2 separate regions of the Hordeum vulgare genome follow, and region 1 is linked to region 2. Evidence: chromatin contacts called from public Hi-C data. All regions are on one chromosome and are shown on one strand. The core of a region is the stretch at or near the end of the contact, and the rest is flanking DNA. Distances in the headings are between cores, read along the strand shown.

The links. A called contact is a pair of places that touch in the nucleus more often than the background predicts.
Region 1: a Hi-C map of leaf shows a contact between it and region 2, with 1.7 times the contacts expected there. The contact joins the enhancer-like site here to the promoter of LOC123449437 in region 2. A contact is called at or near these places in 2 of 6 Hi-C or Micro-C datasets (leaf and seedling).

Annotation. Positions count from the first base shown.
Region 1 is chr4H:550,102,869-550,107,678 of MorexV3_pseudomolecules_assembly, reverse strand. No RefSeq gene overlaps it. Among protein-coding and RNA genes, the nearest start is that of LOC123449437, 81 kb to the right of the region's middle. Within about 2 kb of position 2,213, at least 2 of the 3 cell types and tissues checked have open chromatin away from gene starts, as enhancers often do. A contact at or near this core is called in leaf, where this site is marked.
Region 2 is chr4H:550,021,077-550,025,947 of MorexV3_pseudomolecules_assembly, reverse strand. It overlaps LOC123449437 (sulfate transporter 1.2-like), which reads left to right and starts at 1,529. Exons shown (of 12, transcript XM_045126667.1): 1 at 1,529-2,949; 2 at 3,046-3,253; 3 at 3,374-3,548; 4 at 3,635-3,700; 5 at 3,787-3,900; 6 at 4,002-4,118; 7 at 4,217-4,343; 8 at 4,423-4,709; 9 at 4,799-4,871. The coding sequence starts at 2,454.

The DNA of each region.
Region 1 (4,810 bases), core at 964-3,463, 81 kb before region 2:
TAGCGCGGCTGTTGGAGCCAGCGCCTATCCCTGCGCTAAACCAGCCGGCGCGCGCGCTGTAAATACAATTTTTGGGCGCGGCGCGAAGCGCGGCTGTTGGAGATGCTCTAAGTGCCCAAGCATATATTTCTATTAAAAGAAGAAATCTCATCATATTATGTTAATAACTTGTAGTGCTAATTTAAATCGACACGTTTTATTGGAGCCCTACTAAAAAACACGTGTTCGACAATAGCACTACAGATCTGTAAAACAGAATGTGATGTTTTTATTTGATGATTTACCTAAGCATAAAATAAATGCTTCCTCCAATGTTTTGCATCGAGGAAAAAAACTAAATATCATCACATCAAACCTACGAACCACAACCCACACAATGTAAAATTGAACGTACCTGATCGTTCAAGATAACTGTTCGTCTTTCCTGCGATATGATGCACACATAGACCTGACAGCTATGAGAAAAAGACCAGGTGTGGCTACACCAAGTGACTGGTTCGGGCATTGGAAGAAACGTCAAGAGGAATCTGATTGCAGGGAGTTAGCTGGAAGATCGCTTTGAAAAGAATTACTGAGGTAAAAACTGACAATTTTTTTCTAAATGGAGTAATCTGGATGAAAATTTGTTAAATGGGATAATTAGTGTCAAAAATATTAAAGTAAGGGATAAAAACTGGAATTCACTCTCAAGATAACAACTTATGTTTCGGTGAAGCTTCTCATTTTAGAGAGATGTATTTCGAAGAAGGTGGCTGATGCTAATTGAACTGACAATTGACTCACTTACTTTATGACCAAGCTAGCCTAAATCAGCAAACAAGCATGTTAGGCATTGCTCTATTTTTTGTGCAACATAATTCATATTATTCTAGTGTTATCATGAAGGGATCTTATATATAGTACGTACTAAAATATGCATGTACAGCCCACACACCAGCCCCAGCTTCTCAATAATTGAAGAATTATGCTTCTGAGGGCGGACAGTTCCTAAACATGTAGCAAGTGAGATACTCCTATCAGATATGGATAATGGGAGGCATGAGCAAACCGAACATACATTTTGCTCGCTTGTCAACGGCCGGTGCCCTTGCGCACCAGGCATGGGCAAAGCCAGGGTATCTGTTGCGGTGGCGGCTCCATTCACTGTTGAGTTTGTCAGATTTGAGTTAGGATCAACTGAACCTAATTCCACAATTCAGCAGCAGTAGCACTCTATTGCCCACCAGATCTGCTGGCTACGCTGCAGTGTAGATTAGTTTTGGCTTGATTTTGGCTTCTATCGGTGCTTGCTAGCCTAGCTTCTAGTTTTGGGCTCTGCCTTGCGGTTTTGTTTTGGTTCCGCTTTGTAGGCCTTTGTGCCTTCTTGCAGTGCTTCTTCTAATACTTTCTTCGTCCGGAATTACTTGTCGCAAAAATAATAGAAATAGATGTATCTGAGACTAAAATACATCTAGATACATTTATTTTTCGGACAAGTATTTTCAGACGAAGGGATTACTAAAGACATGAACACCCGATGCGTGTTCGAGAAAAAAAAAAGATCTACAATGCTGGGACCCGAGACGTACGTACGTCTCATCGATCCGTTGCCGGGGCGCCACGTACGTATTGGCCGATGACGCCCGAATGAGAATGACCATTGCACGTACAAAGGGGCATCATCTGTAGCCACTAGACCGCCAGAAGAATGTCAACCGCGCTTCTGTGGACGCACAGGCGATATACGGCTTAGATAAGCATTAACAAATCATGATAAGGCCAGTGATGTCGTGTAGGGTACTATTTTGGTTAGTATTTGTAACACATCCATCCGTATTAATTAGCACTACAATTTGTGTGGTCTTGAGCTAACTTGCCATGCATGTACTCCCTCCACTCTCTAAATATAAGTCTTTGTTTCACTAATGAAGTACATATGCATGTGTATAGACATATTTTAAAATGTATATTCATTCATTTTGTTTCGTATTTAGATCCTCAGTGAAAAAATTTAAAAGGCTTATATTTAAGAATGGAGGGAGTATATATCTATGCTGGATCAACCTACCTACCACTGAAAGTGTGTCATTGGTGACGGCACAGTCTGCAGACGTAGGCCGATGAAAAATCGCAGAAAAAAGCTCGCAATCATGCAGACTAGGCGTGACCGCGATGGGCGATTCAACGCTCGATACTATAGGTGGCAGCCGCGAACTGGAAAGAGATCGGATGCGTCCATTTGCACTGGCGGTCAAACCTAGCTTTCCATGATGGTTGATGGATGCATGGCTGATGGCTCATCCCGGGTTTAGTGCACCGCATGAAGAAGCAGCAGCAGCAGCAGCAGCCAAGAAGGCGAGGTAACAACGTGCGTCCTTCAGTTGGGCACTTCTTCCTTTCTTTCGATCGGCAACTGCCTAAGGTGACGGCCGCCGTGACGGCATTGTGCACAAGCCGTCACGGAGCAGTATAGAAAATGCATGGTGGAGCTTTTTCTGCACCATCATGCGTGCAACTTTTGCATAAGAAACCTCTTGTCAGAAGAAAAAAGGTCAAGAAACGCAACGTTCAAACTTTCAAAGTGCCGCCTCGCGGCCGTCGCCAAGTAGCCGTGTAAGGATCTCTCTCAGCTACCAGACAAGAACTAGGCAAATCAACGGATTATTGATGTTCCTCCCAGCCTTCCTCACTGCAATTTCGAATTACAAGCCGAATTCAGTTGGCTGAAGCCACCATCTTCCCTGCCAAGGAAAGGTGGCTACAGAACACACACTTAAACTTTTTCGGGTACAACCTTTAACGGCCCGGTTTGCAGGGGCGGATCCAGGATTTTAGCATGAGGGGGCGAAGAAGAGTATGAAGAGTTTTTTTTCTCCGCGAATATATAGACATAAGAGGAATGCAAGATAATATATGTTTTGGCCAATGAACATACAAGAGGAGCGTAAGATGACATCTATTTTTGTAAACAGAAGAAGGAAAGTAGATTTCTATTAGATTAATGTAGATCATATACGCCTAAACAAGTGCAAGAAAGTCGATAATCACGTATGGTGTGGTTTCTGTTTTAGCTTGTTGTGTCATTCTACTTGTGCTAGAATATTTGATCGGTAGAGATTGAAGCTACCCATAAAAAAATTTAAGATTGAAGCTATTATGTATACTAGCTAGTCTACAATCTATAATCAACCCGATGAACGGTAACTAGCATCTCTCGCAGTTCGTACAAATGTATTAGTGGTAATAACTTAGCCACATGGAATAGAAATCTACAACGCCTTGAGTATGAAATAGTACCTCCGATCCGACGTGAGACATATTGTGCAGCCTTGAGTGTGAAATTTGAAGCCGCTAATACAGGGAATCAAGAGATGGACACAGACGCAGGTCCCACGCAACAAGCAACGAGGGATGTCGATCAGATCTGCGATAAAGCGCCGCCAGTGGCTGGCGATGCCCTACTACGGGTTGAATCTGGTGAAACAGCGGCAGGACTAGTCAATACATCTAGTCCATACCTAAGCATTCTTTCGCTAACTAGGCTTGGGCCTGTTTCGAGCTATTGGGCCAGCTAATGATGACTGTAAGTACTAATTAATCTGAATATATTGTTCGATATACCCACACCTAGTCCCCGCTAATGTTCGATGGGGGTGCCCAATCGATAGGGGGGTCTGGCCCCCGCTCGCCCCCCCCCCCCCCCCACTAGCTCCGCCCCTGCCGGTTTGGGCCTACAAGGCACTGAGGAACACGCTTTAGACTAGCGGGGCATGGTGTCGGCCCATGATTTGAAGCTCCCATTTCTCGCATGTCTTTTTGGTCATCTTCTTCACGTTGCCACATCCCCCCACCCCCGTCATACGTTAAAAACTGGCATGCCCCCAAGCCTGTGCTCTCGGGAACGGTTGCCATAAAAGAGTTGACGTCTTCCCAAGTAGCCTCCTATAGAATAGAATCACTCCATTTAGACCAGAGCTTGAGCAATAGTATGAACCAAGGCGACGCATTGCAAAATGCGCACAAGTATAAGTAGAGAAGCATTGTTGGAAGGCAGAGATGTCTGTACCTCAAGAGGAGGCCTGATACATTGGTTGAGTTGTGAAACAGAACTTTGTTGGACTCTCGCAGTTGTAGATGATAGGCAATTTCCCGAGTGCCCTCAATGATCTTATAGGGTCTATAAATTTTGAAGGATAATTTATTGTTTGAGCGGTGCACCATTGAAGATTGCATGTAATGTTGCAACTTGACAAAGGCTTCTTGTCCCACCGAAAAGATTCTCTCAATTTTTTTCTTGTCGTCATAAGCTTTCATGCAATATTGCGTCTGCAAGAGATGTTGTCGCACAGATTGGTTCACCACTACTCAAGCGTCAGGCCATTGTTGCAAATCAGGGGAAAGAATGGTATCTGATGGAGCGAGACCCATGTTATGAGGACTCTGTCCATAAAGAACTCTAGATAGAGACTTACCCAAAGTTGAATGCCATTGGGTAGTTGAAAAGGACCCCCATGTTGCCCCCGTCTTGGATGACTTGGGTGGCGCTCTAAACCCTAGACATCGGGTCACCCTCTCTACCCTCCCCTCCCTCTGTCGCTACCGAAGGACGCCATGGACTAAGTCTGGTGGTCAACGGTGGTGGTGGGGGGTCTCCTCCCTATCTAGCGATGAAGGGGAGGGTACCTCCCCCCGTGAGGTGGCATGGCCACTATACGGATATTGGCGGCATGGTGGATAGTTTCGAGTGGAGGCCTTGGGCGAAGGTGTGGTCGTCAGGTGGAGGTCCAGTGGCGGCGATGCAGACTAGACGTCGTGGAGGACCTGGGTGAAA
Region 2 (4,871 bases), core at 280-2,779:
AGGAAAAGCGAGGAGGAAAAGGTCTGGAGCTCCACGAAGGTGCTCCCAGAGGAACAGCACGGTAAGAAGAAAGACCACTTGTTCCTTCTTTTCGATTTCTCTCCATATTTTTTCTCTCTCTTTTTGCACATCTCAGCAGGGAATAAGCCCCACAGAAAAGCTGTTTTTCGACCGCGTATTCGTAAAGGGTTTTAGTCCCTGCCTTTCTTTTATCACCTCCTCTCTGTTCTTTGGGTGACTGTTTTCTTTCTCGGGGCATCAGGGTTCAGTCTTCAGTGATCTAGATGATTTCCGGAATGTTAAACAAGAACTGTTTTCCTTTGATTTCTATGATGATAGGATCACTGGATCAGACACTACAGTGACTTATTCTTATGTTGTTTATTTTTATCTTGGGTTTTGACCGGGGAGTTTTATGTGATTTCCCAGTGTTTTTCATGAACGAATACTTCCATTTTATCATGCGCGCACTCTAAAAAACTGCCATTCTATCATGCATGGGCATGGGTGGAATATGATCTACACAGAGCAGTTACTGTGTCGCTCAACATTGTAGATGCTCCTATCCTGAAACTGTATTGAAAATAGCAGAGCACACTGGGCCACCACTAGAATGGAAAAAGGCTACAGCTGCAACGTGTGCTTAGGGCCAAGGTTCGTCCGCAAGCGAGTGATGAGAGCCACCGAGAGTGCAAGGAAGGAATCTGTTAGGCAGAGAAGCGCGTAGGTTGGCGCTGTGCATTTCAGGGCCGTCCACCATGTCGCCCAGCCTCATCGCATATCGCTTCTTTGACCAGGTTCATGCAATCGGCAGACCGCATTTTCCAAAAATACTACGAGTATTGGTTAATTAGGGAAGACAAAGAAAATAAACCAATATAATCGAGCTATTATTGCGACGACTAACTGTGTCGATCTGCAGTCTGATCCTGCACTTCTGCTGCTGCAGATCATGTTCAGATGGTGTGTAACTAGAGTTAACAACTGCATTATTGGGGCCTGCAACCTGCCTAGTCCAGGAGACAGACTATATTATAAGGTGTAGCATGCCATTAGCAGTGGAACTTGCACATAACTAGGGTTAGAAAAATCTATTTTTGTTCCCTTGATGACTGGATCAACTGTTTTAGAAACAAGGGGTCCTCCTACCGATTTCCGTTGAAGAAACCGCCAACTAGTTCAGTACAGCAGTACATCAGAATAAGAAGCAAAAGAAAGAGAGATTCTCGCAAACTATGCTTGTGTAACACATGCACAAACATAGGGCAGGCTAGAAATAGCCGCAGGCTAAAAATTGCAGTGGACGGTGCTCTTCTGAATCCTTAAGTTTCTGTATGGCTTCACAAGTCATAACACATGCATTTGGGTAAGCCTAAATGTTAAAATTGCACAAGTCTGGGTCCCTTTATGTCTTATACTTTCTATTCATTGGATTTTGATTGCGCATTAAGCCAACGTGTGCATGACTCGACGGTCCAGGAAGGAAATCGTTCCTTTTCAGCTAGAAAAACTGCCAACATTTCAAAACTGTATTTGATGAAGATTGCTACCTGCTAGCATATCTTAATAAGTTTCCCATGTAGGAATACATAACATACACCCATTTGCTCAAGTCCACTCTGGCCCATATGAGTTTTCTTCAATCACATTCAAGCACACACAGAGAGCTGAAACCCAGTTTCATTGTTCCTTCTGTCACCTGTCGCTGAAACCGTTTGATTGTTTACGCAGAAATGATTTACAAGTTCAGCAAGTGATGAGCTGTGAGAATAACCTATTCATTAGGGTAGGCGTTCCCCGCGCTATGTTGAATGTGGTGCGATTTTCGACGCAGATGCATAATTTGCAGCTTAACTTATCTCTTGGCCCTCCAATTAAAATATAGGAGTTGACCTTCATCACAGGCGCCGGAGCTTCTCTGCATCTATATATAATGGACATTCCCTGGCTTCTGAAAAATCACCACAAAGCAGCAGGCCTTTGTCTTTGTGGGCTGAGTTTCTCCAGTAGTCATACACTCATACTTGTGTATGTTTTCTTCCTTTCGTCTATTAGTTCTTCATTCACGGTGAAGAATGATATGCAATGATCAGTGGTGTTGGCTGCTTCCATTCTTGATATATATTGTTGTTCATGCATATGAGTTTCTGATTCCTTCCTTCAGTTCTGAAGAAGACCCTTGGTCTTGGTTTCCTTGATGTAATTTGTTTCATTCAGTTCAGAGCTTAGTTGCACCATGCATGTAGAGGGTCATGCATGTCCATGCATGTCCATGCGTGTGTGTATGCTTTATTTGATTATTAGTACTAATGATTTCTCCGTCTAAATTACATGGAGAGTTCGTTTACATCTAACTTCAGTTCTGCACTAATATATGTTAATTATCTCACTCGTTGCTTCATCTTCAGGCAAACGTATCCGTCTGCACATAGGCGCACGCAACGTCCGCAAGAATGCCGAGAACCGTGTCGGACGGAGGCGAAGATTTCGATGGCGACGTCTGCAGCCAGACGGCGTCGCAACGTCACACCGACAGCACCCACCACCACCATGGCTACAAGGTCGGGTTCCCGCCGGCCAAGGGCGTCTTTGCCGAGTTTGCCGAGGGGGTGAAGGAGACGTTCTTCGCCGACGACCCGCTGCGGGAGTACAAGGACCAGCCGAGGTCCAAGAAGCTGTGGCTCAGCCTGGTGCACCTCTTCCCGGTGCTGGACTGGAGCAGGAGCTACACCTTCGGCAAGTTCAAGGGGGACTTGGTCGCCGGCCTCACCATCGCCAGCCTCTGCATACCTCAGGTAGCTGGCCGGCTGTTCTTCTTGCATGCAGCAATCACGGTACAGTTGGTTGGTTTGTCCACTCCGGCATGCGTTCTCATGGTGTCTACTCTTATCTTGCACCAGGACATTGGTTATGCCAAGCTTGCCAACCTGCAGCCACATGTTGGACTGTGTAAGTTCACATGAAACACGGTAGAATGCCCAGTTTTGCTCCTGCAAGTATGCATGCAACTAGAATGACCAGAGTTTTGCTGGGTCCTTTTCGCAGATAGTAGCTTCGTCCCGCCTTTGATATACGCCCTGATGGGCAGTTCCAGGGACATAGCCATCGGTCCAGTGGCCGTCGTGTCGCTGTTGCTCGGCACTCTCCTCCAGGAAGAGATCGACCCCGTCAAGAATCCACTTGAGTACAGCCGGCTGGCGTTCACCGCAACCTTCTTCGCAGGGATCACTCAGGCAATGCTCGGATTCTTCAGGTGCGCATGGCGACATGGTCCCCCGGTGCCTGTTAACTTGCCAGTTCATGATGACATATTGGCATGAACACTTGAATACGTCATCTGTTTTATGTAGTCTCTGACCGGACTCTGCTGCAGGCTAGGGTTTATCATAGAGTTCTTGTCTCATGCGGCCATCGTCGGGTTCATGGCCGGTGCCGCAATCACCATTGCCCTTCAGCAGCTGAAAGGCTTACTTGGCATAGCGAAATTCACTAAGAAGTCTGATATCATATCGGTCATGGAATCGGTATGGGGAAATGTTCAACATGGGGTAAGATATCATACCTTTTGTATACATTTAACTTCCGGGATAAAATCAAATATTTCATAAAACTTACGCTTGCGGTGTTGATTCAGTGGAACTGGCAGACGATATTGATTGGATCGTCCTTCTTGGCATTTCTTCTAACTACAAAATACATTGTAAGATAATAATACATGTGCGTAATTTCATCTTAGTTCTCCTTGACTACTTGTGATGATCATGCTGTTCCATTGGGATAATTCAGGCCAAGAAGAATAAAAAGCTCTTCTGGGTTTCTGCAATCGCTCCTCTCATTTCAGTGGTCATATCCACCTTTTGTGTGTACATCACCCGTGCGGACAAGCAGGGCGTTGCAATTGTAAGTCGTACTTGACTACTCGCCACTTTTGCCATCGGAGTAACTGTGGTAACAAGTTAGTCGAAGACAAACAATATGGGCTAATCACTAATTAATTGCAGGTCAAGAATATAAAACAAGGCATCAATCCACCTTCATTTGATCTCATATATTGGTCTGGCCCATACTTGGCGAAAGGATTCAGAATTGGTGTAGTATCCGGAATGGTTGCCCTTACGGTAATAAAAACTTCATTGCCTTTTCAGTTTCAATTTTTTCCGCATGGATTTCTTTTAGGACATCCAACAATGTGTCAAAACTAATGCAAACCTTTTAGGAAGCAATTGCAATTGGAAGAACATTTGCTGCCATGAAGGACTACCAAATAGACGGGAACAAAGAAATGGTGGCTCTAGGAACCATGAACATTGTTGGTTCAATGACTTCGTGCTACGTAGCCACAGGTGGCTACTAATTTAGTTTTAAAATGGTACCTATCCCATACAAATATAGCATTCTACTGACAAGATATGTTCACTGCAGGTTCTTTCTCACGATCAGCAGTCAATTACATGGCTGGCTGCAAAACAGCGGTATCCAATGTTGTAATGGCAATTGTAGTGATGCTCACACTATTGTTGATCACCCCATTGTTCAAGTACACGCCGAATGCGATTCTAGCTTCTATCATCATAAATGCAGTGGTTAACCTAGTTGACTATGAGACAGCCTACCTTATCTGGAAGGTTGATAAAATGGACTTCGTGGCATTGCTAGGAGCATTCTTCGGGGTCGTATTTGCATCAGTGGAGTACGGCTTGCTCATTGCGGTGCGTACTACTACGATTCCTATCTTGTAAATTACAATTGAATTCCTCGTATTGGCATGGCTGATGAATGTAGATCTTGTACGGAATAGGTTGCAATATCTCTTGGCAAAATTCTTCTCCAAGTGACAAGGCCGAGAACAGCTTTACTCGGCAACCTTCCAA